2 separate regions of the Capsicum annuum genome follow, and region 1 is linked to region 2. A link is a contact called in public Hi-C data. All regions are on one chromosome and are shown on one strand. Each heading gives the region's core, a stretch centred on a gene start, on an enhancer-like site or on the middle of the called end of the contact. The rest is flanking DNA. Distances are from core to core; before and after follow the strand shown. Region 1 overlaps LOC107842510 (transcription factor LRL2). Region 2 holds the start of LOC107842509.

Region 1 (2,767 bases), core at 100-2,599, 270 kb after region 2:
TGTGCGAGACAACTGCAATACAAAATGATATTGTCTGATTCTTAGATGACTTAGGACCACCCACCCCTCCTTTGAACTGGATCCTCTTTGACTCACTTCTTTAGGTCCAAAAATCCTTGCTTTTGTTTGTCTATATATATAAAAGTGGAGTAAACAAAAGTGGAAAATAAAATGCATTGAACAAAGGTCAACCCCATCTTGATCAAATTCTGATTCGGACATTTATATTTGTATGCTTTTATATATTTTTCTTTTTGTATATACAGTAGAAAGCTGAAGGGGCCAATTTCGACGCCCCCTTCATTCGACACCTAGCAAATGAGATGAGAGCAGCAATGAACTTGATCAGAGTCTAGTTGTAATGATCGGACTCCAAAGTCCTCGTACAGATAAGTGTGAGTCTAATTCTCACTGTCCCGCATCTCTATTTCCTTGTTATATACAGTTAAAGTTGAAGACTACAGGTTAACGGTCATACTTCACCCGTTGTATTTGTTACCCCAAGACTTGAAAGAGTTGTAGAGATTATTTCTGACAATCTAAATATTCCCCTTTGGTCTAAAATTTCAAAAGCATCTTCCAGAGCTCCAATTAGCGATCAACAACGCTGAAGGGTTGCACTTCGGAAGTGAATTCTCTTTTTTTGGAACTGGACAAAAATGTGAGAATCTGCTAAAAGTGGTTCCCATGTTCAAGAATTTAGTGATTTCATATTCGATATTATCACTCGCTAATGATATGATTATAACACAATAATAGCAGATCTTTCGTCCTTTCTTGTCCTTCATTTGGACCTGATAAAACGCAAGATGCTGTTTTGTCTTATTTCAAAGGAAGCATCTTTTTATTATTTGGCCACTTTATTTTCTTTAATCACTCTTCAATTGTCATTGTAAGGTCACAGCATAGTGCAACTTTGATTAGGAGTGACAAAATCTAGAATAAAGTAATTAAGAGGGAAGCGCAACACGATTCCCAAACTCCAAGTTAATTAGGAAGAAACTTCTTTAATATCACAACTCAAGGAGGGGGGAAAGCATATATAGTAGAAATCACAGCAATTTCAAATTTAAGTTTCACTTTTTACACATTATCCCTCTAAGTTATCTAATTTCTGGTTTGCAGAGAGGATCAGAACATCTGTTCCTAGTTCTGCCAAATCATGTATCAGTCAATAAACGCCACAAATTCCAAAAAAAAATGGAATCAAAAGAAAATGTCTGCAAATAAGCGGTTTTCACTTCACTGTGCGACAATATAGGAAAGTGGAGCATCTTATTAGCATCATTCCCTGTCGCTGTTTGTTAATCACCCAGCACACACGTGAGCACACAGTGGGGATAGGAGGGCACTGAGGGGGTGCGAAGCACCCCAACTGTGCCACTTTCCCGTTGGTTAAACAAGTTCGCTTTTGCAGGTTTCAGCAATGATCCTTATCAGCATGCCTATGTCATTCGTTATAGATAACTTCAGTAGACAGTAGTTTGTCTTACATTGTATAAACTAATCTCAATATTTACTAAGCTCTAAAGTCTAGCACAAATCAAGTCGATATCTGGGGTTGTTTCATGTCCACGGGTGCCTGGACCGGAGGTGCTGCCTCCGAGAGAGTAACAAAAAGTTGACAAAGAGTGGGGTATCTCAGTGGAATGACAGCTTAGAGAAGAACAGTAAAGAAGCCTATATAAGGATCTCTTTCTTAGACTCTGAAAATAAAACAGATCCACTGTGACCTAATTCAGAAGGTTAAAATTGCTCACTTTGAATGACATGGTCAAGGAGTACAAATGTGTCAAAGGATAGAGGTTTAATTAATTCAATTGTGCCTTTTTACAAAAATTTAAATATCCCTTACGTTTGTTAATTAAAATAGATAAAGCAGATAATGAGCACCTATTTGATAGTGTAAGATGAAGCTAGAGTTAAGACAGAGAGCAGAACTGTACAAAGATAAATCTTCTTGTGCTTTGCTTAAAAAACGTTGTACTATAGTTTTCTTGCCTAATTACCACTTCAGAATACTTTGCGTTAACTTTGCATGGGAAGTTATATGTTGACCTGCTTTTTCAGTTTCTATTCATGATGATGCAGTCCTTCTGCCAGAGCCATAGGCATCACAAATAGGCCCTTACTCTCCAGCAATTGGGTTGCCATTGAAGGATTCATTTCCAGCAACTTTCCCATTGTGTCTTCAAGGGGTTCAATCTGTTGTTCATCAAGGGTGTAATGGCCACATCCCTGAAAATCAGTCAGAACCTATTACATTCTCCAACAATTAGTTTTTGTATAAATAAAAAGTCCAAAAGTTTGATTAGTAATGTAATTGTTAAATTGGATCATGAATGGTGGTACCTCAAGATTTACAAATGGGATAGAAGCAGGTTCGCCACCCAATCTGCTCCTACTGAGATCCTGCACAACCACAATTAAGTTCCCATAAGTCTCCAGCAGGATTAGTTAATTACAGGATGCTGTTCAGACAAAAAACATTGTTAAACTTGATGCAAAGACAACCAAATAAGGAAATACAAAACTACATTGAATAGAGTTCTTGATGACCTGAAAGATGGTACAAGGTAAAGAGCAATAGAAGTAGCGGTTATTCAACAGTGATGCCCCAAAATTTAATAGCAACATTAACGTGAAGATTAATCACCTAGAGGCACTGAAATAGGTCACCAGTTAAACCATTTATCCAAATAATTGAGCTACTGGGTTCAAGAATTATACCGAAGCAGTAAGCAACCATAAACTCCTGGAAAAAAAA
Region 2 (2,742 bases), core at 64-2,563:
GTAAGACAATATATGAGGACTCTACTGAATGTATAATTGTTTTAGTTTGTTAAAAGTAATGGCAACTTTTTAATTTTGCCAAATATACTCCTATGTTTTTCTTTTGCCAAAAAATAAGGCAATAAATTAGTGCTAATTTTTGTAGTGAGTATAATTATAATAAAATATAATTTTATTTAAGGTAAACTATGATTGATTAAAATTATCTCTTATCATATATTTTAGGACTTTTAATTTAAGAAAAAGTCTTATCATATATTTTAGGAGACAATATTATAAATATAATTAAGAATAATTTAAGAAAAATAGTGAAAAGGCGATTTTATTTAAAGGAGAAACTTTTAATGAAGGACAAAAAGTTCGAATCACTTTTCTAAGGATGTTCACATCCAATACATTATTCATATGTATATATAATACAAATGAAAAGAAAAACCTTTAAACCTACATGTATAATTATAAAAATCATACATATATACATCATAAAATACACATCCAATACATTCATATGCATATATAAATATACAAATGAAAAATTACCTTCCAATTAAGCAATCAAGTATCTCAACAAATATTTTTCAACGTTACCTCATGAAATACGAATCTTAGAAAAGAAGTCGTCAAGTTTCTCAACAAACATTTTTCAGTAAGTTTTAACAAAAGAAAAATATTGTGCACATATAGACATTTTTTTCAAGTCAATAGAAAAGACCCAATGCAGAGGAAAAGAGAAGAAAAAACCTTGTTAGAATTATTAAATATTTTTATACAATTAATGTAAAATATAAAGCAATATTGCTTGATTTGTATAGTGTTATCTATTATCAGGGAGGTCGCTCTCATGGGAATTCGCTGGAGAAGTGGGTGGCGAGGAAGAGAGGTGAGTGCCGCCGTAGAAGACGACGAGGACGAAGAAGAGGCGAACCTACTCCCATAAAATTTTATCAGAGACCCATAAAAAAATAGTTTCAAAATTATTAAATAACTATGTAGGATAATTATTTTAAATGTTAACCTCTACCCAAAAAAAAAAAAAAAAATGTTAACCATATGGCTTATTTTATCTATATTACTTTGTAAATTTTTTTTAAAATTTATTTTAACCCGCACAACACTTAGTCTAAAATCCACCCCATTGCCATCCCTATTTTCGGGTCGCCCTGAAATCACTCAAAAACCCACAACCCTAAAATTCTACACATTTCCATTCTTCAATCAATTGTACCAAAACCCTAAACTTAAAAAATGTACTTCAGCAATCATCTTATACATTCACTGAGAATAAAAAACCAAAAAACCCATGGCATTTTCATGCAATTCAAAGCATCAATTTCAAGCCTAAAAGTAGCATGGCGCAAAGACCCCAAGTTAGATCAAGCAATTGAAAACGACAAAAAATGTAATCAATGTTCAAGAATTGTCAAAGAAGTGTTAAACGAACCGGGTCAGGTAATCCCACTTCACTATTTGGAAAAACGCCGTGATAGATTAAGGTTAACAGTTAAAATTAAAACTTTTCTTGATTTAAACCCGGGTTTATTTGATTTATATATGGATCGGGTCAGACCCAAATCGGAACCGGTAACGTTTGTTCGACCGAGTGAAAGATTGAGGCAATTCTTGGAAGAGGAGAAGAGGATTTTTGTTGATAATGAATTTTTGTTGGTGTCTAAGTTATGTAAACTTTTGATGATGTCTAAGGACAAGGTTGTTAGTGCAGATAAATTGGTACAGGTTAAGAGGGAATTCGGGTTCCCGAATGATTTTTTGGTTAATTTAGTACCAAAATATCAAGAATATTTTAAGTTGATTGGTGAACCTGGGGAGGGGAGATCGTTTTTGCAGTTGGTTAAATGGAATCCAGAGTTCGCAAAGTCGGTCATTGAGGTAAGAGCTGAGGAAGAATCGAGGTTAACGGGGATCAGAACTAGGCCAGCGTTTAATTGGAAACTTCCACCGGGTTTTTTCATTAGGAAGGAAGTGAGAGAGTGGATTCGAGATTGGATGGAGCTTCCTTACATATCACCATATGCTGATGTATCACATTTGGATCAATCTTCACGAGAGATGGAGAAGAGGAATGTGGGGGTTTTCCACGAGTTGTTATCGCTTTCTCTTTATAAGCGGATTCCTATCCCCATTTTAGGGAAATTTAGTGATGAATATAGGTTTTCAAATGCATTCTCAAATGTATTTACTAGGCATTCGGGGATATTCTATACTTCGTTGAAGTGTGGGATTAAAACTGCAATGCTTAGGGAAGCATTCAAGGATGGTGAGCTGATAGAACGAGACCCACTTCTTGAGATTAAAGACGAATTTCTTAAGTTACTTGCTGAGGGCCACAGGGAGAAAGCCGAGCGCTTGAGATTGCAGAGAGAAATGGTTCAGGAGGACATGAAAATGATGGCACTTAGCAATAATGATCTAGACTACGACAAATGTGAAAAGGAGCTATTGGAAGAGTAGGAAGATGCAGAACCTTGAAAGCTAGCTTCATCTTGAAAGTCAAGCTGGGTGTAAGTAGAATTGCTAGTGATGTCGGAACAAGGAGTTTTAGTATGTAGTTTTGCAATCCAAAGCACAATGTAATTTCATGGGTCTCTGTGACGGGATTTCCATTTTGCAGTTCATTGAGGACCTTCTTTGATAAAAGAAGCCAACGATGCCGTGCATACGATTCAGTTGTTTAACATACGGAAATGAAACTAGTAAAGTAAGATGCCGGAACTCTTGTTTTCA

The links. A called contact is a pair of places that touch in the nucleus more often than the background predicts.
Region 1: a contact with region 2 is called in a Hi-C map of leaf, with 5 times the contacts expected there. The contact joins the enhancer-like site here to the promoter of LOC107842509 in region 2. A contact is called at or near these places in 4 of 5 Hi-C or Micro-C datasets (bud, leaf and placenta).

The regions. Positions count from the first base shown.
Region 1 is chr9:153,634,887-153,637,653 of UCD10Xv1.1, forward strand. It overlaps LOC107842510 (transcription factor LRL2), which reads right to left. Exons shown (of 8, transcript XM_016686403.2): 7 at 2,353-2,412; 8 at 1,789-2,256. The coding sequence ends at 2,074. Among protein-coding and RNA genes, the nearest start is that of LOC124887399, 20 kb to the left of the region's middle. Within about 2 kb of position 1,350, at least 3 of the 5 cell types and tissues checked have an H3K27ac peak or open chromatin away from gene starts, as enhancers often do. A contact at or near this core is called in leaf, where this site is marked.
Region 2 is chr9:153,362,706-153,365,447 of UCD10Xv1.1, forward strand. It overlaps LOC107842509, which reads left to right and starts at 1,314. Exons shown (of 3, transcript XM_016686400.2): 1 at 1,314-1,449. It overlaps LOC107842507 (protein WHAT'S THIS FACTOR 1 homolog, chloroplastic), which reads left to right and starts at 550. Exons shown (of 2, transcript XM_016686395.2): 1 at 550-2,716. The coding sequence starts at 1,246. The coding sequence ends at 2,469.